Regions from separate parts of the Mus musculus genome. Here all the other regions are linked to region 1. The links are chromatin contacts, called in public HiChIP or PLAC-seq and promoter capture Hi-C maps. All regions are on one chromosome and are shown on one strand. Each heading gives the region's core, a stretch centred on a gene start, on an enhancer-like site or on the middle of the called end of the contact. The rest is flanking DNA. Distances are from core to core; before and after follow the strand shown.

Region 1 (4,507 bases), core at 1,397-3,896:
CTACACAGAGAAATCCTGTCTTGAAAAACAAAAACAAAAACAAAAGGGCTTTCTTCCTAAGTGATATTTAGCATAAGTGTCAAGTCTAAGCCATTGCAGACTGGGGACCACTGATGTTGTGGGCAAGAGGCATTCCAGGAGAGAGATGTGACCTATTGAAGACCTATTAACCTCATTGGCAAGTAGGCTTAAAAAAAAAAAAAAAAAAAAAGCCGGGCGTGGTGGCGCACGCCTTTAATCCCAGCACTTGGAAGGCAGAGGCAGGCGGATTTCTGAGTTCGAGGCCAGCCTGGTCTACAAAGTGAGTTCCAGGACAGCCAGGGCTACACAGAGAAACCCTGTCTCGAAAAACCAAAAAAAAAAAAAAAAAAAAAAATTTATGTATACGAGTACACCATAGCTAGCTGTCTTCAGACACACCAGAAGAGGGCACTGGATCCCATTACAGGTGGTTGTGAGCCTCCATGTGGTTGCTGGGAGTTGAACTTATTACCTTTGAAAGAGCAGTCAGCGTTCTTAATCGATGTGCCAAGTAGGTTTTGTGTAACAGAACCTCAGCCTCAAGGCTGGTTAGAACATTCTGGAAACAAGAGTATTAGGGGATTTGTCCCGGGACTGGGCTGGAGACAGTCCCTCCTCCTTTGCTTGGGGATTCATTCCTCAGACAGCTATTGAAGTATACCAGGAGCTGTTTGTCCTCAAGTGTAGGAGACAGGCACAGAAAAGAGGCCAAGTAGAAAGGCCAATGTAGATATAGTACTGGAGACGTCGTGGAAGCCCAGAGCCTCAGCCTAGCCTGTGGTTCAGGAAGGCATAGCAGAGACAATTAACCTTGCGAAGTCTGAAGAACCTGCCACTGTGTGGCGCCTTAGAGAGCCAGAATTACGCGTAAAATGAAGACACAAAAGTTCTGGGCCATGAAGATGGCACTCGGGAACTTACCATGGAATGGCCTCCTTAGATGACTTGAAATGCCCTGGGTGGTGCCCAGGAGAAAATTCAACAGAAAAACTTGTTTCAAAAGAACAGAAAGCCCCAGGGGTACCGGTGATAAGGGGTGTCACCTGGGCAGACTGGCAGGGTTTTTTTGTTTTTTGTTTTTTTCATATGTATGCATATGGTGTGTGTGCATATGCAGATTAGAGGTTAGCTGGGGAGTGGTGGCACAAGCCTTTAATCCCAGCAGAGGATAGGTGGATTTCTGAGTTCAAGGCCAGCCTGGTCTACAAAGTGAGTTTCAGGACAGCCAGGGCTACACAAAGAAACCCTGTCTCAAAAAAAAAAAAAAAAAAAAAGAGAGAGACAGAGAGAGAGATTAAAGGTTGATGCAGGGTCTTTCAAACCATATTTCTTGAGGCAGGTTTCCCACCGGACCCCAGAGCTTTCTGATTTACCTAGTCTAGCTCACTTGCTTCGGGGAATTCCTGTCTCCACTTCCTGAGGCTTACAGGTTGACCACCACACCTGCCTGGCATTTACATGAATACTGGGGATTTGAACTCTGGTCTTCGTGCTTGTACAACAAGTACTTTCTCTACTGGGTCCTCTCCCCACCCCCACCAGTGAGCTTTGAGCCCTGCCCCACTTCTTCTGCTTTCCCCAGTTAAAAGAGGGAACTCTGCATAACTTATGTAAATTTGATTTAAATGTGATTTTTGGCTACTGGGCTGGAGTGGTGCACATCTTTAGTGATCTCAGGACTCAGGAGGCAAAGGCAGGTAGATCTGTAAGTTTGAGGCCAGCCTGGTCTAAAGAGAAACCTGTCTCAATAGACAGACAAAAAGTTTCAAAAATTAAATAATGTGTGCCAAGCATGGTGGTGTAGATGTGAGTGTGTGTGAATGTGTGTGTGTGTGTGTGTGTGTGTGTGTGTGTGTGAGTGTGGGGGTGGGGATAGGGAGGTGTACTGTTGGTATTGGTGTTGTCTTAGTATTTACCCCTGGTTGTCTCGGAACTCAATGTGTAGGCTAAACTGGCCTTGAATTCACAGAGATCTGACTGCTTTTCTCTCTGCCTCCTGAGTGCTGGGATTAAAGGTGTGTAATACCGTATCTGAGTGTTTCTTTTTTCTTTGTAGGTTTTTTGTTTGGTTATTTTTGGGGTTTTGTTTTGTTTTTGTTTTAGACTGGGTCACATGCAGTCCAAGCTGGCCTCATACTCCTGGGTTGTTGAGTCATATCTGTCCCAGGCACATAAAAGCCATTCCAAAACATTCCAAAAGAGTAGCTACTGTTTGTGTGTGTGTGTACCTCAGGATACCTCCCCATATCCAGCTGATGGCACTGGATAAATGAGTGGTCAAGACCAGGATGGAGAGGACAGGGAAGTAATCTCAGATGGAAGCTGAGTTCCACACTGGCCCTGCCGAGTCTCAGGAGACCTCGATGCCTTGGGACCCTTGCAACAGGCAGCTGACCAGGGAGCTGGGCGCTGAGTAGGGAGGGCTCCCTGGAGAGGTGCAACCAGCCCTACTTTGTTGGGGATTGAGATCCACAGGCAGAGCAGACAGATTTCTAGGAAGATAAGAAGGTCAGCAGGACAATGAAGAAGCGGGAAGAGGCAAAGAAAAACAGATGAGTCACAGGGGCGAAGGGAAGAAGCCCAGGGAGGAAATGCATGACCCGTGTGTCACGTATACCACATCGAAGGAGGGGGAGGGGCACAGGGGATTTTTAAACCTCCACCAAGCTCAGACTCTGCTGCCAGGCGCATGCGCGCGCGCACACACAACTGCCCACCGCAGCTGGAGACCTGTAATACACACACCCCATCTGACAGATGAGCATCCAGGAGCCGGACGTGAGCAAGGGAGGGCTGCTAGGTGCTGAGGAGACCGGACATAGACAGCTGAGGTGCCAAGGGTGACATCTTGTCCTCATTTCTTTCAGAAAACTATCTGTTCTCTTCCTTGACTAGTAAAGGCTCAACTCTGACTTTCCTAAGCGTCTAAACTGATCTGAGATTCCACCCAAGTCATCCAGATCTGCTCAGGATGGTCAACAGACCTAACGGAAGCCAACAAGATCCAAGCCCAAGAGTTTATTTTGTTTGGGGGTTTTGGTTTTTCAAGACAAGGTTTCTCCGTGTAGTCCTAGCTGTCCTGAAACTCTGACAAGCAGGCTGGCCTCAAACTCAGAAATCCACCTGCCTCTGCCTCTCAGGTGCTGGGATTAAAGGTGTGCATCACCATGCCTGGCTCAGAAAATTTTTAAAGATTTTCATTTGTATTGATTTTTCAAAACAGGGTTTCTCCTGTAGTACTTGCTATCCTGGAACTCTCTGTAGACCAGGTTGGCTTCAAACTCAGGTCCCAAGAGATGCTCCTGCCTCTGACTCCTGAGAGCTGGGATTAAAGGCACACATCACCATCACCTAGCCAAGATTTGTCTTTCTTAATCTTATGAGTATTTTGTCTGTGTCTAAGTAAGGACACTGCAAACTTGTACTGGTGCCCACAGAGACCAGAAGAGAGCTCTAGGTCCCCTGAAACTGGAGTTACACATGGCTGTGGTAACTTGTGGGTGCTGGATATCAAACTCATGTCCCCTTAGAAAGCAACCCTTGTTAAGCTCTGAGCAGTCTCTCCAGGCCCACTAGCTTTACTTTGAGAAAGATCTAGTAAGTAACAAAATCTTGGCTAACCTGGAACTCTGTATGTAGACCAGGATGGCCTCAAACTTATAACAGTGTTCCTACCTCTATCTCTCAAATGCTGAGATTATGGAAGCACACCACCGTGCCCAGCTCAAGCACAAGACTGTGTGCCTGCACAGATGTGCACACAAGCAGATGTGCACTGGTTCACATGTGCATGTAGAGGCTAAGGTCCATGTCCAGTGTCATCTTTAGTCACTTCTCTACCTTGTTTTTAATTTTTTTTATGTATATGAGTACACTGTCGCTGTCTTCAGACACACCAGAAAAGGCATCAGATCCCATTACAGACGGTTGTTAGCCACGTGGTTGCTGGGAATTGAACTCAGGACCTCTGGAAGAGCAGTCAGTGCTCTTAACTACTGAGCCATCTCTCCAGCCCTCCACCTTATTTATTTATTCATATTTGAGACAGGGTGTCTCACTGAAGCTGGAGTTCACCCATTAGCTCGACTGCCTGGCCAGCAAACTCCAGGAACCCGTCTGCCTTCCCAGTCCTAGGGATGCTAGATATGTGCCACTGAGCCTAGCTTGTTTGTTTCTGTGGCCCTGATCCCTGGACTCCAGGTACTTTACCAACCAAGCCATCTTCCAAGTCTCCAGGCGCAGGGCTGTTAGGGAAAAGAACCTGTTCCTTCTGTCTGAAGAAAAGAGAAAGTGAAGCTGGGAGCTGTTGCAACCATCTCAGAAGCTCGAAGACTAACGGTACAGGGACAGCTCGCAAAGTCGAGGCCAGTGAGCTATGGAGCCGGATGGCATTGCACTGACAAATGGCCGGTACGTCAAGCTGCGAGGTCACCAACACCACCTGACGCTTGACTGTCAGCAAGCCAGCAAGTTCCTTCTCTGCCTT
Region 2 (4,507 bases), core at 1,023-3,522, 490 kb before region 1:
TGCTTCTCGGTGGTCTTTATGCGTCTCTCCCTCTGGATGATTCAGTAGGTGAAAATAAGACAAAACACCAAAGACAAAACACCAAAGAGACCTGAGATTAAACCTAGCTGCATGGCTCTTGGGAGCCCTGTCCTCATCCCTCCCACAATGACAGTTTCTGCCCTACAGGCTTCAAGCAAGGATTTAAAAATCTACAGAGAGGAAGACATACACAGCGTAAGCATACAATGAACAGTAGCCAGTACTAACAGGGAGCAAAAGTATTGTTTTGATTCTAAAACATTTTAAAAACCCTGTCTCATAAGACAAAAATAAAAACCAAAAACCATTTAAGAGTTTCTGTTTGGCCAGGCATGGTGGCGCACGCCTTTAATCCCAGCACTCGGGAGGCAGAGGCAGGCGGGTTTCTGAGTTCGAGGCCAGCCTGGTCTACAAAGTGAGTTCCAGGACAGCCAGGGCTATACAGAGAAACCCTGTCTCGAAAAACAAAAAACAACAACAAAAAAAGAGTTTCTGTTTGTAGGGAAGATTTCAAGGATATGATGGGTTAAAAGAGCCATGTAGCATGGACAGTTTATTTTGTTTTGTTTTCTTTACTCCTTTAAGTACTATCAGAAACTACATACTCAGACAATCAAGTTTAAGACAAGCCCTTAAAAACAGTGAAGAACAAGCTGAGCCTCTTTAATTCAGCATTCAGGAAAGAGGCAGGTGGTGGATCTCTGTAAGTTCCAGACCAGCCTGGTCTACAAAGCAGTTCGAGGCCAGCGGAGGCTACATGATGAGACCTTGTCTCAAAAACAAAACAAAACAAAACAAAACACACAGAGGCATGCATCCCAAGTGGGACAAACCAGTCTAATCTGTATTCTGGATACTGGTTATCCAGTATATGCCTACCTGTAGAGACTACTACTACACTGATATCCCTCCCACTTACTACATCGATACTCATGCTATACAAGTGTCTCCATGCTCTGCTCTTTAAGGAGCGTTCAAAACCCACGGCGAACACATAGTTTTAAAGTCAAGAACTGAAATCTCCCACAAGCGAAGAGAAACATTTCACAAAAGGCTAGGATGTGTGATTTTTGTACAGCTTACTGCTATGTTTAACTGTGAAGGAGGTACAAATGATGTTTTTATTCACGGAGTCTTGGTTGGTACTCTTTATTCAGAATCCAAGCAGCCCAAAGACACAGGAGAAAGCTTGAAGCTCAAAGTCTCAGACGGGTGACCTGCGTCCAAGACTAAGGATGGATGAGACGGCTGCTGTTCTTGGGTGTCGTGATAGCCACTGTAGTGAATTTCACTGGACCAGATATTTATTTAGCCATCATGGACTAACAAATCCGTTAGTTTGGAATTAAAGGGCACCTTACCAGCATTAGGTAGCAAACCCTTCCCAAGGCTCTTTCCAAATCTGTCATCCCTCCGCCCCTCGCCCCTCGTCTGTTTCCTCATCCAAAGTGAGCATCGCCTCGCCACAGCACCCCACCCCCGACCGCACGCAGCTCTCGCGGGATGCCCGTGGAACCTCGCTATCGGGGTCCAGCACATAAGCCTGCACGCCCGCCGCGCGGGGACACCGGATGCTCGCGCCCCACCGCCTGGCATTTGCAGCTCAGAGGGCCCTAGGCGACACGAAGCGCTCGGACAGCCACCGGCCCACCCGGAAGCCCTTTCCTCCGCTCACACCTGCAGGCGCGTGACGCCGGTCTGTCCCGGCCCCAATACTTGGGGACACCAAGGCCCTCGCGACCGACGTGACCGCGCGTCCCTCACACACCCCTCCCCCGCCTCACGTCTGCACATTGCGATCCCACAGCGCGCCCCGGGCAAGCGCCCCGGCCCGCCGCGGCCCACTCGGGTCGCGCGCGCTCTCTCCACCCGCCCCCCCCAACCCGCCCCTCCCGCCCGGCTCGCTCCCGTCGCGCGCGCGCGCGCGCGAGGACACGCACACGCTGCACCTCAGCGGGCCGTGCCGCGCGCCCCCGAGGGCGTCCTCAGTCGCCCACCCTGGGTCGCCCCGCTCCGCTCCGCCTGGCGGCTCCCGAGAAAGGAGCAGGCCCGCGCGGCCCACGATCCTCACTCACCGCTGAGCCGCGCCGGCTCCGAGTGCGCGGCGTTCCGCTGTGGAGCCCAGCGGTGACCGCGGTCTCCGCTCCTCCGCAAGCTGTGGAGGCGTCGTCGCGGGGAGGCTGAGAGGCGAGGGGGGTCACGGTCGCTCGCTTCACCTTGCCGAAGCTCGGGGACCCCAGAAACTAAAAACAAAATAAACAAACTTTCCCCTCCGCCTCCCTCCCCCAAAACCACAACACAAACACTCTGGCGCCCGCCCACAGCCCCACTCCATTGGCCGCAGGCAGGATGCCTCTAGCTTTCACTGGTTAGCTTTCGTGCCCGTCAAGCCGCTGGTCCTCCTCCCTTAAGTCCTCGCCGCTGCCGTCTCCCCTCATTGGCTAAGTGCTTCCCGTTTGCCGAGCTGGGATTGGCTGAGCGGCCTGCGCCAATCATGAGGGGACACACCCCCTCAGCATCCCAGAGGCCGCTTCCTCGGTCGCGGACCCAGAGAGACGAAGGGGAAACTAGAGCATGATGGCGGCCGAGATCACCTAGCGCAGTCATCTCTTCCCCCTTTTTTAGCTCACTAATGCCTCTCTCAGGGGCTGTTTCCCCCAAGCTCCTTTCACCATTCGAGACTGCACTAATAACGGAATCTATACGTGCAGGCTCCTTGATTTATCCCCTCCGAATTGCTGAGTGTGGGTTGGTTGTGCGTCATTGGACTGTCAGGGTGTCGCTCCCAAGTCACATCCTTAAGCTATTGGTGGATCAGCCAGAAAGCGGCCAACAACAAGGGCCCATGCCATTGGTTTGATTCCACTGTTTCCCCCACCCCCCTACCCCGGCCTCTTATTGGGCACTTCCGTGTTGTCCGTCAGATCCGGATTCTCCACACTACGTTTTGGCTGAGGAGCGGGGCATCTTTAGTCATTGAAAGTTGACAGTGATAACTACTATCATTTATTGTATTTTATTCCAAATACGGTCCCCAATTCTTTACAGAAACTATTCTGATTAAACAGTAATTTTACAGGAAGCAAAGCCAAAAGAGGTTAAGAGACTTATCCAAGGTCACCCATTTAGAAAGAAGTTTTGGGACATAAGGTGGTTTCTAGGCCTGTCTGACTCGTTTCTATACATGCCTTAGTATCTCTGAATAGTATCCGTCCGTCAACCCAGTATCTTAAAACTGTTTCCTTCAGAACCTAAATTACTCAGTTTCTGGCAATTAGAAACCTTGTCATTAACATTATTGGAGACTAACTTTAGAAAGATTGTCATCATATCCTCCTAGGCACCATTCTTCCCTGTTCTAAGTTAAACAGTATATTTTTCCTGACAAGAAGCACGTATAAAATCTATATTCTGTTTCTTTGTCTTTGTAAATGGTCATTTTTTTACCATACTTATGTGCCCAAGCAACACTCATACACACCTCTGACCATCTTTAGCTTGTTCCTTTGAAAGAATAAAGAATTCGAAATTAGGAGAAATTAAGTCTAGAGTGAGATAAAGAATCCATCCCTTTAGAAATAATTGATTGCATGCAAATGGAACAGTCCTCTGCCTCCAGGAAAGCTTCCAGAGCCGCTGATGTCGAGCAAGCCATGTGTGTTCTCCTGGCTTCTGGCCACAGGATTCTTTCTCTGTGACAGCTTTAATGGAAGCGACTCCACATTTCAGCCAGGGGAGGGCAGAATGCTTAAGACCCACTGCCAGAGTACCAGCCTCCAGCCTCTGGGACCGAAACGATCTCCAGGAACCTATGCTGGACTCTAACCCACATCTGGGCATGTTAGCGTATTACCATCCCAAATCCCTGTCCCTTGTAGGTGAGGGGGTTCATAGCCCTTGTTCCCCTTCCCTATCCAAGCTGTTGTGTAATCTCACTGGCACTGGCTTAACAATGAAACAGCCATTGTAACACAGCAGTAGGCTCAGCACTTACACCCTTCCAGCAGAGGAAGACAAGGTATTTCACAAACATCAACTAAGAGCAAATGGCAGGTATTCCTAGGATAATTCAAGGGCAGGAGAGAAATCATAAGTCAAAGTCTAATAAAGGACCTAAAGAGGTGAAATCTGATGACTCCAAGCACAGAGTTCACACTAGCGTTCAAAACAGAGATCAGAAACCAGAAAACACAGTGAGAAATGTCAAGGGTTCAGACCTTCCCAGCCTTCAGAGTTGATTGTTTTTATGTTACTTAAAAATATTTACTTCTATGTTTATTCACATGTATGTGCATTTGTATCTATGTTGAGTGTGTGTGTGTGTGTGTGTGTGTGTGTGTTGCCATGGAAGCCAGAAGATGACTCTGGGTGTCCTGGAACTGGAATAGAGTCCATTATGAACGGCCTCCAGCACTGATGTTGAGAATCAGACTCAGGTCCTCTGGAAACACAGCAAATGTTTTTTAACCGCTAAGCCACTGTCTCC
Region 3 (4,507 bases), core at 1,049-3,548, 450 kb before region 1:
CATCCCAGTTTTTTTTTTTTTTTTTTTAATCTGCCATTCCAAACCTACAACTCACTTCCCACTGGGAGAAAAGAGAGATGGATTCCTGCAAGTTATCCTCTGACCTACCAACACACACACACACACACACACACACACACACACACAATTTCAGTCAACTTCTGAAAGCAAATGACCAAAAACACAGTGGGTGACATGTCACAAGCTAAGTAAATTAGTTTGGTGAATGTTACGGAATGTTTCACCATCAGTCCTGACCCTTGACTCCAGCTACAATCCACTGCCACCCACTTCCTTATCCTGTGTGTGTGTGTGTGTGTGTGTGTGTGTGTGTGTTCAGTCTTGCCTTTTTTTTCTTTTTCAGCAGAGTGTAGCACACAAAGAAAGCTTAGTCACACAAGGAACAATTATCTAGAGGGAAGGTGGAAGGAAGGACAGTGAAAAGCTAACTTCTCTGGCAAGCATCTCGTCCACAGCCAGGCCACGCCTCCCAGAAAGAAGAGACCTTCACTGTCCTTCCTAGCATCTCTTTTGTTTGGCCTCCAGGATAAAGATGGCTGTAATTACACTCACAAAGTTAGGTAACAACAGTGGACCCAAGCCTCTAGTTGCACATTCTGATCTGGGCATCAAAGGTTGTTGGCGTTGCTTAATAAATCCCAGTGGCCTGGGGGTGGGGGATGCTTGCCCTCAACCCTGACTACCTGCATTCAACTTTAAGAACCCACATACATGGTAGCAGGAGAGAACAGACTCCCCAAAGATGTCCTTTGACATCCATATGTGCCAGGACACCCCAAACACAATACATGCATGGGATAAAAGTATGTCTATCACCTCTCAGTCTTTAGAAGGTAAAATAATATCTGTCCCATTAAATCTGAATTTAGGTAAATGAAAAGTCACTTTTAGCATCAATGCAGCCGCCGTGCAGCTTATTTGGAATAAAAAGATACAAAAAGACCTATTTGAAGTTTGAATTTAATGCAATAGCCCACATTTTATCTGGAAACTACCCAAGTACCCAAGGGCACAGAGGAAAAGATTAGTCTTTCACCTACCCCACAGCCAGCTGTCCAACTGGTATTCTAACCAGGCTCCTTGGAAACATCTCTCAACACCCAAGCAGAGCAGATGGGCAAAGTAGGAGCCTCTTCCTGAGCTTGGTCCAGTGCTTTGTGGGAGCACCCAACACTGGGCCAAGCCACTGCTAGAGCTTAAAATAGCGTTCCTCATTCATTTGAGCCTGCTTGGGCTCTAGTGCCAAGCCCAGGAGAGGATGATAATGGGAAAGTCGGGTTGTTTGGGGGAGAAAGGCTCCTAAGAAAAGCTCATCTGGCCCAGAGGGGAAGGGAGGCTATTACCAACTTCATGCGATTGTGAAGATCAAATAGGGAAACGGCCGAGGATACGCCTTGTAAATAAATCCCTGGTGATAGTTCATGATCAAGCCCTTTGAGTGGCTAGTTTAGCACAGGGCCTCACAACTGTCACACTGCCCAAGGAAGATGGATGGTGACAGAGGTATACCAACACAAGGCTAGCGCACCTAGACACTGTAGTAAGAAAAACCAGTGCTTTGCCACGAACTTACACATCCATCTTTCAAAAGGTCTCATCACAGCTGCACAAGGTGAGCGCCAGCGGGGGTCCATTTCCCAGAGGATGGTGAGAGTGGCCCGCAAGTGAGACCAGGCAGGGGAGTGTGTGTGTGTGTGGGGGGTCCCTCTGGTGCAGGACTGGGGCCCGAGGCCTACCTTCTGGGCCTGCTGGATCATCTGCCTGACCACCTGCTTCAGGTGCGGTGCCTTCTCTTCTTTGGGCGGGTGGGTGAAGAGCGTGACTCGGCTCACACCGCGGTAGAAGTTGGTGTCTGTCCACCCCAGGTCCAGTGGGGGCACTTCGGTGTCCGAGCGGTCTGGCCAGTAGGCCAGGGACTCAGTGGGCTGGGCCGGGACCTTGGCCTTGGCCTTAGCCTTGGCACGGGTGCTGGAGACTGCCTCCTCGTAGGGGCTCCAGGCGGCGCAGAGGGCCTGGCGCTCCTGGCTGGAGAGGAAGTCCCGCAGCCGCTCCTTCTTGACCAGTTCGCGGTAGGCCTGCTCGCCTCCACCCAGCAGCGCCTCCAGCGCGGCCCGCCGCCTCTCGCAGTAGTAGAAAGCTGCATGTGCCTCGGTCACCCTCTCGTTCACGTGCGCCTCGTCCAGGCAGCTCAGTTGGGACTCGGCCATGGCGCCCCAGCCCTGTCCCGGGGCCCCAGGCTCGGACCCTGCTGTCCCCACCGCCGCACCTGGAGCGCTCGAGGGGCGGGGCGCCTCACCTGGCCGCGAGGTCCGCCTCGGCCCGCCCAGCGATCGCCAGTCGGCCAATCGGCGCGGGCCCCGGTGCGGGCGCGGCCGTCGGGCGGAGAGGGACCGCCGCCTCTGCAGGGCTTGCGGGGACCTCACGGGCGGCTCAGCCGACGCCCTGCGTCTCTGGCCTACTTAGCCCGGCTGGGGTGCAGAGTGTCGGCGTGGAAGTGAAAGCCCGGCTGTGGTCAGAGGCACGTGCGGCCTTTGAGTCACGCCCGCCTCCCAGCTGCGACCCATCAGTGCAGGGAAGGTCGGCGACCTGACCCCTTTACGCCTCCAGCACCCTCGGGACTCAGCCCCGCGGGTACAGCCTCATCTTCCCGCAGGCAGGGCCCAGAGCACGTGTTCTAGTCCGGACGCCTGCGGAATTTAGTAGCATCCTGACCCACTCCGGCCTTCAGGGTCCAAGTGTGTGTGCTGTTGGGCTAGATCGTCGGACTGTGTAGGGGGCAGTCTGTGTGGGAAAGCAAAGATGCTAATGAAATCCCTAGTTCTCCCGCCCACGCGTCCCAGTTCTGAGATCAGAGGCCTCCAGGGGCTGTCAATTCAACACCAACACCGTCACTACAAAATTTTTTTCTCCTAAAAGAATCACCCAAATAGCAAAGATGTAAGCAGGAGGCAGTGGATTTGCCCCTCATTTTAATTTGAAGTGGTGTGTGCGTGTGTTTGGGCCTGATAGGCTGCCAGAGGCCTGATTACTATATTAGCGATTCAAAATACATGTTTGAGCCCAAGGAAGGAAGCTGAGCACAGACACGCGCGTGCACACCACCACCATCACCACCAGAGGATCTGCTGTTTCCCATTGGATTAAATACAATCTTCTTAGTCATTAACATATTATTTTGTTCGTGTGCTGCTGTACAATTTTGATTCTCCACATTCAAAATATTTTCAGATCATAGCAACCAAAGGTTCACATTTCTCTCATTTTGTAGCACAGCGACTTGGAGCTGGAAGGAGCTTTAGAAATGAGTCCAACCCCCTCATTTCACAAACGAGGAAATTGAGGCCTAGAAATAAATGCTTTTCTATATCTCCCGAGAAAGGAGCGGCTAAGCAAAGGAACTGCTATGCTCTCTGCGGTGAGGGAGGTCCTTTCCCAACATGTGGCCTCCTTTGCTTGTTCTTATAAAGAAACAGAGGTTATTGGGGTTATTAGGGGTGTGTATGAAGGAGTCAATAGGCATCTCTCTCTCTCTCTCTCTCCCTCTCTCTCTCTCCTTCCTTCTATCTCTCTCTCACTCCTTCCTTCTCTCTCTCTCTCTCACTCCTTCTCTCTCACTCCTTCCTTCTCTCTCTCTCTCTCTCTCTCTCTCTCACTCCTTCCTTCTCTCTCTCTCTCTCTCTCTCTCCCCCTCCCTCCCTCCCTCCTCTGTGCTTGGGATAAAACTCAGGGCTTTGGAAAATTAGGAAAGGGCTCTTTCATTGATCTATACCCCACAGCCCCGTTGATGGTCTGGAGAAATGAGTGTTTAGATTGTCTGCAGGGATTGGAGACATGGTTAAGAGCACTGGATGCTTCCCAAAGGACGTGGGCCTATATGGTGGCACACAACCATCAATAGCTCAAGTCCCAGAGCATCTCTGACACTCTCTTCTGTTCTCTTCAGGCACTTGCTATGCATATGGTACATAGACATAACTGCAAACAAAACATCCATACACATAACAATTTTTTTAAAAAATTAATAAAAAAGTAAACTGCAGGGTTTGTGACAATAGTCACTGCTGGCATTGGGGATGTCGAGTAACAGCAAACCTGCCTGTTCCCTCAAATGTTCTTCACCACTCATGAGAACCAGAAGGTTTCCCGCTGCTAGCACTCCACTCTAAAAGTACTATAGGCACAGTCTACCATTAGTTAGGAGAGCGCTTGCTTGCTTTGGAGGCCAGGCCCTCTGCTTAGGGAATACAGAGGCTCTTGAAGCAGTAAAGGGGAGGGTGAGACAGCCAAGGCTAATACAGCTGAGGAGGACAGCCCGAGTGTAGCAAATGTGCTTTAGTAACTGCGGACAAGCCAGATGTCATGCACCTGTCACCCAGCACCAGAGAAACTGAGATAGGAGGATGGTGAGTTAGAAGCCAGCCTGGGCAACACGACAAGGCCCTGTTTCAAAAAACAAACCACTACTGCCACAAAAGGCAATCGTACG
Region 4 (4,507 bases), core at 1,356-3,855, 430 kb before region 1:
CTCACTCCAAGGATCTCCAAGCCTCCAGATAAGGGTCACTGGTGAGCCTTCCAATTCCGGATTGTAGTTCATTCCAAATATTGTCAAGTTGACAACCAGGAATAGCCACTACAATCCACCCCTTGTCAACTTGACACAAATAATATCTCATGTTCACATGAAACAATAACAAGGTTGTAAATATGCCTAACATGATATAACTATCCCTCGTACAATCGCAAACGCATTAGTAAATTTACAATGGGCATTCATATTACTTTATAATCCTTTATAATCCACTCTGAAAAGCACCGAATGGTGTGTGTTCACCAGACCTACTTTCAGTCACCGAAGGGGCCTTGCGTTTACTCCCACCTTGAAAATTCTACATACAGTGGCTAAAATGTCAGCCTGTAGATTTTATGTTCACAGATTTCAGCTCCTTTGGGTAAATGACAAGCAAGGCGGTACTGGGTCACACGACGAAACGCAGCCAGTCTGTCTTTGAATGAGGCCGTGTGTGCTGCATTCCTAGAGCAACGAGCGTCCAAGTATCGCCCTGTTACACATCTTTATCAGCAACTCCTGTCTGCAGGGTTTTGGATCTGGACATTCTAATTGCTAGGTAGTGCTAGCTGATTGCTGTTTTAATCGGTAACTCCCTAAAGGTGTGTGGTGCATCTTGAAAGGATGCTTGCTGCCTTCTATACCTCGTCCTCAGGGAGGTCTGTTTGGGTCTTTTAATTTTTTTTTTTTTTTATTTTTTTGCTAAGCTGTGTATTTCTTCTAATTGAGTTTCAAAGGTGACAGTCCTGGGGTTGGAGGGATGACTTGGTGGTTCAGAACACTGGCTGTTCTTCCCAAGGACCCTGGTCAAATTACCAGCACCCACATGATGACTCTTAATCTACTGGCTGGAATGCCAGGCACACACATGGTACACAGATGGACATGCAGGCAGTACATTCGCAATAAAATAATTTTTATTAGAAATATTAGAAATAAGAAGGATAAAATATTTTTAGAATTATATTAAAAAGTGGCAATTATGTTTCTACACTGAGCTCCCAGTTCATAAAGTTTGTGTAGTAATGCCATATGCATGTCTCTCTCTCTCTCTCTCTCTCTCTCTCTCTCTCTTTCTCCTTCAAGGTAGGACCTCATATAACCCCAGTCTATCCTCAAACTGACCATAGTTGAAGAGAACGGTGAATGGTCTGTCCACCTGCCTCCACTTCCCAAGAGCTAGGATTACAGTCATGCACCACCACACTTGGCTTGTGTGGCACTGGGGATTTGAACCCAGGGCTTCATGCATGCTAGGCAAGCACTCTATCTATTTAACCTTGGTCCCAGCCTAAAGATGCCTTTTTTAAAAAGTAATTTTTTAGTTTTATTGTGACATCTTCATTTATACATGTCATTACACTGAATCCTTATTCCTTTTTCCACACTCTTCCCCTTTCCTTCTCTGCCCCTCCTGCTCCTCATCCGCCTCCTGACACACAGTTCCCCCTTTAGCCGTCATAGAATATATAAATATAATATTAAAATTCAAATAAGATACTTTGTATAAAATTGTAGGTATATTATTGCCTTTTCTGCTTTCTCCCTCCCCTAAGCTGTCTTCGGCAAATGTTTTCTTGAAGGCTGTGGCTCTCTTCCCGTTCCTTTGACAGGCAGAGTCTATATCCCAGAATTGGGAAAGAACACTAATCAGTGCTTTTCTCTTGGAGCCGCTTGCTAAGCCCTTACCAGCAGAGCCTACATTCATGTATCAGCTACTTGCTGCTCTGTGATCTGTTTGCCTTGAGCTATTCAATCTAGGTGTGGAGGCAGGTCAAGAAATCACCTGCTATAGCTCAGTGCTTTGAGTACTGGGGTAGAAGCAGAGAGATGAGGCTCCAGGGCAGCTAAAGGAGGGACAGGCATATCTGCCCTGGCAATGGGTAACTTGAATTCTGAACTAAGAATTAGCATCTGGATCCATGAGTCCTAGTAAGCTAGCTACTCACCATGCAAGTCTATTGCAGTCCCTTGTTTTAAGTATCAGTCGCAAGCTGGGTGTGGAGGCACACAGGTATAATCCCAGCACTTGAGAAATGAAACATCAGAATTTCAAGGCCATCCTCTGCAACGTGTCTAATTCAAGGCTGCATGAGTCCCTCTTTCAGACAAACCAACTAAATAAAAATTTTAAAGTGCAATAACCGGGCACTGGAGCGATGGCTTGGCAGTTAAGAGCGCTGGCTGCTATTCCACTGGTCCTGAGTTCAATTCCCAGCAACAATATGGTGCCTCACAACCATCTGTAATGGGACCTGATGCTCTCTTCGGTCATGCAGGCATACATGCAAATAGAGCACTCATTTACATACATACATAAATCTTTAAAACGACGTAAAAGCTAAGTATCCAATAGCTGCGCTTGGTGAGTGGCCACCGTGCTGAACAGAACAGTCGCAGAACTAATTTATCATCATTTTAGTCTAAAAAGCAAAAACAGTAAAGACAAAGCGGGAGAAAGTCATTCTAAGCAAAAGGGAAAGAAGGTGGGGAAGTCAGAGAGACTGGAGACAGGATGACTCATCCTGGGGCCACAGTGGGGCTGACTGAGAAGGCTCAGGAGAGGAAAGCTGGGGATGTGACTGCAGCAGGCCGATGACAAATGCCTTGGGTGGAATGCTAAGGACTTGAGACTGAGAACGATGGGAGCCCCTGAAGGATCCGAACAGGAGCCTGATGTCACCTGCTTCACATGTTCATAAGCTCTGTCTGGCAGCCACTGGAGGCTAGGTCAGAGGAGGCCTAAGTCGGATAGGAAGCAAGAGCAGCCACTGGCTGTAAAGTGAAACATGAGGTAGTTGTGGTGGTGCTGTGGATTGGACAGAGCAGGGAGATGTGAGTGGGGAACCCTGGGGGTGATCTTATCAGACCCCTAAGAGGTGCTATGTAAACACTTGCTGCTTTAATGACCTACCTGTGGCCAGGCTCCAACAGAGAACTGTGTGCTATGCATTGGCCCCTATGTGCTCTTTACTGCACAGATGAAGCTGCAATGTGCATCAAGGAGGGAGAGCATACAAGATGGAGAGAGAGGAAGGTTGGCATCCCTGTTCTGTCTAGTAGTGAGGGTTCAGGTGAGAAGCACATGGGAGACGGGGAGGGACCCTGGGCCCAGCTGTGCTATGCTGTTAGAACTGGGCATGGGCCAGTCTCCAACCTGCATGGATTTCCCGAGGGCAGATTCCATAGCCTGGAGGATCAGATCTTTTCACCAGCAGGGACTCGTGATCCGGGCAATCCAAAAAAACGTAGTCAGTGGAGGATTTGTGGCGCAATGGACAGGAACAGATGGGCCAGGACTCTGTAAGTACCAAGGACTCTAGAAGTACCCAGAGGAGAATCTGAGGGAAGTTGTAAAAGCTTCAGCCACATGCGTGTCACATGGAAAACCCCTTTGTGTGTACCTGTGGGTCTGGAACGCTTCAGGCACTTGGGGTGAATGAATAGACAAGATTGAACAGCTATTTCTTGTTCATTGTAGTCTGACTATTCCCGGAAAAACATAAACAAATGTCTACTCATCCAGACAGGGAACTGGTGATAGGCTGAAGTACAGACACCCCCGACATCCAGTTAAAGCAATGAGTTTATTGAGATTACCAACAGGGCATGGGTAGGGGTAACTTACAAGAGCAGATCCTACCCCAGCATGGGTGACAGCTCATGAAAACCAGAAACTGAGAGCTCACTGCACAACCTTCAGGCAGCTCAACAGGTTGGAGAGTGTCTTTTCTGGTGGCTCAAATGGTTTGAGTCTCTTCCAGGCAGTTCAGCTGGTCTCTTCTTTTTTTTTTTTTTTTTTTTTTTTTCAGGCTTTTGGCTGGTCTTTGATTATTCTGGGATGTTTTGTTTGAGAATCTTCTAAGAATCACAGCTGTCTTTGCTGCTTATATATTACAGAGGAGAAAGGGGCCTAGTTAATCTAGTCAGTTTCAGGGACTTCCTGAAGGTATTTTGAGTTGGTTACTTCCTATCTTAATGAGTTTCCTTGTAAGAGTGTTTCACCTTCTCGTTAGAGCATCTTGTCTCACCCTTTTCTCATTTTATACCTGAGTTTTCACCTTAGAGAAACACAATATCATTCATTAGACACATATCTACTGACAGCCTTCCCCATGTGCCATGAATATATAAAGTATCTACAAAATACAATGACCCCACACACACCCCAAGAAGCATACAGTCTAATGGTCACACCACTCGATCTAGTGCCCCCATCTGTGTGCATGGTGTTCAGGAAAACCATGGGACTCAAGAGGTAATCTAAAGATGTATTTTATTCCACATGGGGGTGATGAGAGGAAGTGACGTGTGAACCCAGATCTGAACAGCAGTCAGCTGGAAAGCACAGGATGTGCATCCTGGGGGGACCCACAGTTATGACTCCCCCTTCGGAAGGTTCTTAGCCATCTGGAGGCTGAAGGAAGGACAGTGGGGAAGGGGTATGAAAGCAAGAGGAAGT
Region 5 (4,507 bases), core at 1,060-3,559, 340 kb after region 1:
TTGCCAAATGGTTCTTTATCTATAACAACGAATACACGATGTCTAAGGGTCAGAGAGAGGGCTCACAGATAAAGGCGCTTGCGGCCAAGCGAGGGGAGCACCTAGAAGAACAGTGGGATGAGCCACCTTCAGTCTCTCCCACTCACATGATAGAAGAATATGGATGTATACAAGTTTTCTGATCTCAGTATGTATATGGGTGTGTGAAAATGCATACCAGGAACAAACATAAAATAAAAGCAACTAATCAGAAAACTGCATGGCAAGCACAAAGACTGAACAGTTCTCCAGAGCAAGCATGAGATTGGAAATGCACGTTCTAAGACAAACAAGCAACCTTCAGGGAATGATTTTACACATGCAGCCATGAATCAGCATTGCAAGGGCTAGGAGGACATTTCATTTGCTGGACTAGCAATCTCATTGCCTCTAGTTATGAATCTGTGACTGTCAAAGCCTCGGAGCATGACAGTCTGAAGCCATGGAAACAGGTTCTATTAAAGGGCTTGGGAGGTTCGTTGCTAAAGAGCTGGTCTTACAAGCCTGGAGACCCGAGTTTGGATCCCCAGAGCCAACACAAAAACCCAGGGATGATTCTCCCAGTGAATGGCAAGATGGGAGTTGGAGCCCTAGAAGCATGGGGGCCAGTCAGCCTGCCCTTTGTACTGAAGTTCCCAGCCTGTGAGAAACTCTGGTTCAGGTAAAAGGAACAGGCCTGGAGGACTAACACCCAAGTTTGTTCTTTGCCTTCTACACACACACACATACACATATACATACACACACATATACATATATGTGTGTGTGTGTATATATATATATGTGTGTGTGTGTGTGTGTGTATTTATAAATCAATTAAAAAATAACCAACTCATCCCCCAAGAATAACCACGGAAATAATGCTTTTTGTTTGTTTGAGACAGGGTCTCTCTGTGTAGCCCTGGCTGTCCTGGAACTTGTTATGTACACCAGGCTGGCCTCGAACCCAGAGATCTGCCTGCCTCTGCTGGAACTAAGCATGTGCCATGAGACCCAGTCTGGAAATAATGCTTTTAAATACAGGACTGGTTAGCCTTTCCAGGGATGTGGCCTGGTTAGGAGAGTGCTCACCTAGCACGCATGAAGCCTGGGCTTTATTCCCCAGCTCTGTGCAGCAGCTGCTCAGCTCCATCAATAGCTCCAGCTGCTGGCACCAGCTTACAGCAGTTTAGTGGACGTCCGCCAAAGCTCTGAAACACCAGCTATGTCAAGGTCTGTACCACCACCCCTGTCAAAGAGGATGCTGACCAGGAGATGAACTCTGGTGTTCTCTAACCTGGAGGCAAAGGATGGCAATGGAGAGGCCATCATGCACTACCCTGGAGTCACCTGAAATGGGGCCACCTTACTATCACACCTACGCACACCCACAGGCTACCCCTTCACCTGCATCCATTCCTCACTCACTGGACAGTACACAGCCGCTCATGCTTTATAGCTGGCATCATGAGATGGCCAACAGGGTTGGGGGTGGGGAGGCAGAGCCCCTGCAAAACAGGCGGTCGGGGCTAAGGCAGAAAGGGCACAATGCTGATACTCTTCTGCTCTCACAGAGCCCTGCTAGCATCCACTCTGACTGGGTGGGTGAGAAGATGCTCACGTTTCCTGTGGTAAAACTGGAACCTGTGGCAGCGGCAGAATGAATGAGTCTGACTTTGAAGGTAGACTCGCATGGGTTGCTGATGCCAAGTGTCCCCAAAGGAACAAAAGTCATCTATTCTGTCGTAAATGGAAGTTACATGTAAAGAGAAAAAAAAACAAACAAAAAAAACAAACAAACAAAAAAAAACCAAAACAAAACAAAAAAAACAAGTATGGTGTTGAATGCCTGATAGCCCAGCACTGAGGAGGTGGAGACAGAAGACTCCGAAAAGTTTAAGGTCATCCTTAGGTACATAGTGAGATCCAGTCTAGCCTGGGCTACAAGAGACCCTATCTCAAAACCACGAGATTAAATTAACTTGTTCCTAAAGATGCAAAATGACAGAAGACAAGGACCTCCATCCCTTGGTACCACTGTCCTCTAAGCAAATGCATACTGTCACGTCCTTGCCGAAATGTTTGCAGTTCAGCTGTTAAGATAAGGAGAAAAATGATGTTGGGTACCAGATAGGGCTGTAGAACGTTTCACGGTGTCCCATTGGGAACACACAGAACAGGAAAGGAGTTGGTGCGCACACAAGCAAGCGCACGCAGCCTTGGAGCAAGCAGATGACATTGCTCATGCGCAGTGTGCAGAGCAGCCCTTGGCACTGGTAGGCCTCCAGCGTGAAGAATGTTGCCTGGCTTGCCACCTTGTTTTTCCTGCCAAAGTTATGATAAGAGGCTTTTCACTTACAGACGATTTACTTTGTGAGTCACGGGCCAGAAATGGTGCTTTGGGATCTGAGCCAGCAAGGAAGCAGTCCTGAGCTGGGAGGAGGGGCTCTGATCTGGGAACAAAGGCCTGGGTTCCTCCCGTGGCCTTCCGCGCAGAAAAGAGTTAATGGTCACGAGTGATACATCTGGATCTTGATTCTGGTCAAAGAAAGTAATAGCTTAAAAAAACCCGGGGGGATGGGAGGACAGCCATCTCCCCCAGTCTAAAGTTGAACGCGTTCTTCAGCATGCTCTAGAAAAGCAGGTAGGGGCAGGTCAGTGTGCATTCACTCAGGGGTGACAGAACCCAATTCCAAGGGGATCAAATGATAAATGGACCGAAGGAGACCTCTGGCTCCTGCAAGCTGCAGGTGCCTTGGCTCCGGCTCCTCTTTCTACTTGTCTCTTTTCAGACCAGTTTCTTGCAGTAGGAAACCGGTGGAAACAGCAGAGATGACAAGCCCTCTTCACCATCCTGAAGAAGGAAGAGGAACTTTGTGGGGGGGGGACCCCACCCCAAATTCCTGGGGGTGGGGTGGGGTAGGGGGAACGAATTTGAGATTGATTGGACCAGCAAAAGTCATGTGCTCACTTGTGACCCAATCACAGCGTAGCTGAGAGTGGCGGTCTCTAGTATCTGGGAGGAAGGAAGGCCTCCTGGGTATGAAGCAATTATTAATGTTTAAAATGATATTTTAGGGCTTGGAAAGATGGAGCCACTGGTTAAGAGCTCATACTACATTTGCAGAAGACCTGAATTCAGTTCCCAGCATCCACAGCAATTAGCTCACAGCAATTAAGCCCACCAGGCAGAAGTAAAAGACCACCAACTCGGCTAGCCCATGGTGGTGCAGGCCTTTAATCCCAGTGAGAGGCAGAGGCTGGCAGATCTCTGTGAGTTCAAGGCCAACTTGATCTACAGAGTTGATTTCCAGTTCAGCCAAAGCGACACAGAGAAACACTGTCTCAAACTAACAAAACAAAAGACCAGCCATTCAAATGGCCAAATTGGAGCAAAAAAAAGAAAATAAAGAAAAAGAAAAAAAAATTTAAATTGTGAACAGCAGCACAGAGCTGGTCCAGCAACCGTCTGCCCTAGTGCAAGTTTTAGAGGTCGTCCCTAGATGGGGAAGATGAGGGTTTTATAGCTTAGGAGACCGGGCTTTCCGAACAGGGGCTTTGGCAGACAAAGAAGCAGGGTTACAGAAGCAGAACAAGTTGGTCATGAGGAGCTCCTGAAAGAAAGGCATGGCTGCCATTTCTTGAACAGGAAGTACAGAAATGTGTAGCTGAGGTTCTACACGGGGCATAGCTTAATCCTTGAAAGAGGTTCATCATAAACAGGAATGAACCTAGTTCAACCTTGCTATAAGATGGCACTCAAGCTTAAGATGGAGGCAGGTTAGTTCATCAACAACCACCTATAACCAACTCCAGTTCCAAGGGAACTGGTGCCCTTTTCTGACTCTGGACACCTATACACATGTGCAAATACCATCCCCTCACATATACACATAATTGTTGTTGGGTTTTTGTTTTTGTTTGCTTTGGTTTTTACTTTTTTTTTCTCCTCCCCTTCTTCCTCCTCTTTTTTCTTTGGAGAGTCTTTGTGTAGCCCGGGGCTAGACTTGACCTGAGTCACCATATTACAGATATGTGTCACCATACCCAATGAATTTCATCTTTGGTTTTGGGACATGCAGGATCTCACTGTACAGCTCTGGTGACCTGTAACTTGCTATGTAGATCAGGCAGGTGCTGCAATGAATGGTGTACACCCGTATATCTGGCCCCTCATCTTTTAATTTAGAATCATTTCTGAAATCCTCCTTTTTTGGGGGGAGGCTGTTTCATGTAGCTCAGGCTAGCCTTGAACTTGGTACATAGCTGAGGATATCTTTGAAAATTTGATCTTCCTGCCTCCATTTCCCAAGACACCTCCATGCCTGGTTTAATTCTCTCTTTGAAAGACAAGGTTTCTCTGTATAGCCCTGGCTATCTTGGAACTCACTCTGTAGACCTGGCTGGCTTTGAACTCAGAGATCTGCCTGCCTCTGCCTCCGAAGTCCTAGGATTAGAGGCCTATGAGGCTACCTCCTAGCTTAATTCT

What was found. Promoter capture Hi-C pulls out the DNA fragments that hold promoters and counts their contacts. HiChIP or PLAC-seq counts read pairs in DNA pulled down with a chosen protein or histone mark.
Region 2: an H3K4me3 HiChIP or PLAC-seq map of the SCID.adh cell line shows a contact between it and region 1, with 16 read pairs. The contact joins the promoter of Tnrc6b here to the enhancer-like site in region 1. A contact is called at or near these places in 2 of 39 promoter capture datasets (the SN4741 cell line and embryonic stem cells), 5 of 15 datasets of contacts at CTCF or cohesin (the NIH/3T3 cell line, embryonic stem cells, large pre-B cells and 2 more), 37 of 484 Hi-C or Micro-C datasets (B cells, the BV-2 cell line, the Ba/F3 cell line and 23 more), 26 of 115 datasets of contacts at active chromatin or transcription factors (the HPC-7 cell line, the SCID.adh cell line, T-cell acute lymphoblastic leukemia and 18 more) and 2 of 9 other capture datasets (embryonic stem cells and liver).
Region 3: a contact with region 1 is called in a promoter capture Hi-C map of stem cell-derived epiblast-like cells, with 2.6 times the contacts expected there. The contact joins the promoter of Fam83f here to the enhancer-like site in region 1. A contact is called at or near these places in 6 of 39 promoter capture datasets (the C10 cell line, fetal liver, hematopoietic stem and progenitor cells and 3 more), 1 of 15 datasets of contacts at CTCF or cohesin (large pre-B cells), 3 of 484 Hi-C or Micro-C datasets (all in the G1E-ER4 cell line), 5 of 115 datasets of contacts at active chromatin or transcription factors (bone marrow-derived macrophages, embryonic basal ganglia, embryonic forebrain and 2 more) and 2 of 9 other capture datasets (adipose tissue and embryonic stem cells).
Region 4: a CTCF HiChIP or PLAC-seq map of the NIH/3T3 cell line shows a contact between it and region 1, with 5 read pairs. The contact joins two enhancer-like sites. A contact is called at or near these places in 1 of 39 promoter capture datasets (stem cell-derived epiblast-like cells), 1 of 15 datasets of contacts at CTCF or cohesin (the NIH/3T3 cell line), 1 of 484 Hi-C or Micro-C datasets (nephron progenitors), 1 of 115 datasets of contacts at active chromatin or transcription factors (bone marrow-derived macrophages) and 1 of 9 other capture datasets (embryonic stem cells).
Region 5: a contact with region 1 is called in a FOXA1 HiChIP or PLAC-seq map of pancreatic cancer cells. The contact joins two enhancer-like sites. A contact is called at or near these places in 1 of 484 Hi-C or Micro-C datasets (Th1 cells) and 2 of 115 datasets of contacts at active chromatin or transcription factors (embryonic limb bud and pancreatic cancer cells).

What each region holds. Positions count from the first base shown.
Region 1 is chr15:80,217,575-80,222,081 of GRCm38.p6, reverse strand. No RefSeq gene overlaps it. Among named protein-coding and RNA genes, the nearest start is that of Gm46521, 5.8 kb to the left of the region's middle. Within about 2 kb of position 2,646, at least 161 of the 459 cell types and tissues checked have an H3K27ac peak or open chromatin away from gene starts, as enhancers often do. A contact at or near this core is called in the BV-2 cell line, the Ba/F3 cell line, CD8 T cells and 20 more, where this site is marked.
Region 2 is chr15:80,709,078-80,713,584 of GRCm38.p6, reverse strand. It overlaps Tnrc6b (trinucleotide repeat containing 6b), which reads right to left and starts at 2,272. Exons shown (of 25, transcript NM_144812.3): 1 at 2,097-2,272.
Region 3 is chr15:80,669,638-80,674,144 of GRCm38.p6, reverse strand. Fam83f (family with sequence similarity 83, member F) reads right to left here and starts at 2,298. Exons shown (of 5, transcript NM_145986.2): 1 at 1,758-2,298. The coding sequence starts at 2,228.
Region 4 is chr15:80,652,154-80,656,660 of GRCm38.p6, reverse strand. It overlaps Grap2 (GRB2-related adaptor protein 2), which reads right to left. Exons shown (of 8, transcript NM_001289442.1): 8 at 3,807-4,507. Among named protein-coding and RNA genes, the nearest start is that of Mir6957, 8.3 kb to the right of the region's middle. Within about 2 kb of position 2,605, at least 33 of the 459 cell types and tissues checked have an H3K27ac peak or open chromatin away from gene starts, as enhancers often do. A contact at or near this core is called in the NIH/3T3 cell line and bone marrow-derived macrophages, where this site is marked.
Region 5 is chr15:79,877,358-79,881,864 of GRCm38.p6, reverse strand. No RefSeq gene overlaps it. Among named protein-coding and RNA genes, the nearest start is that of Apobec3, 13 kb to the left of the region's middle. Within about 2 kb of position 2,309, at least 122 of the 459 cell types and tissues checked have an H3K27ac peak or open chromatin away from gene starts, as enhancers often do. A contact at or near this core is called in pancreatic cancer cells, where this site is marked.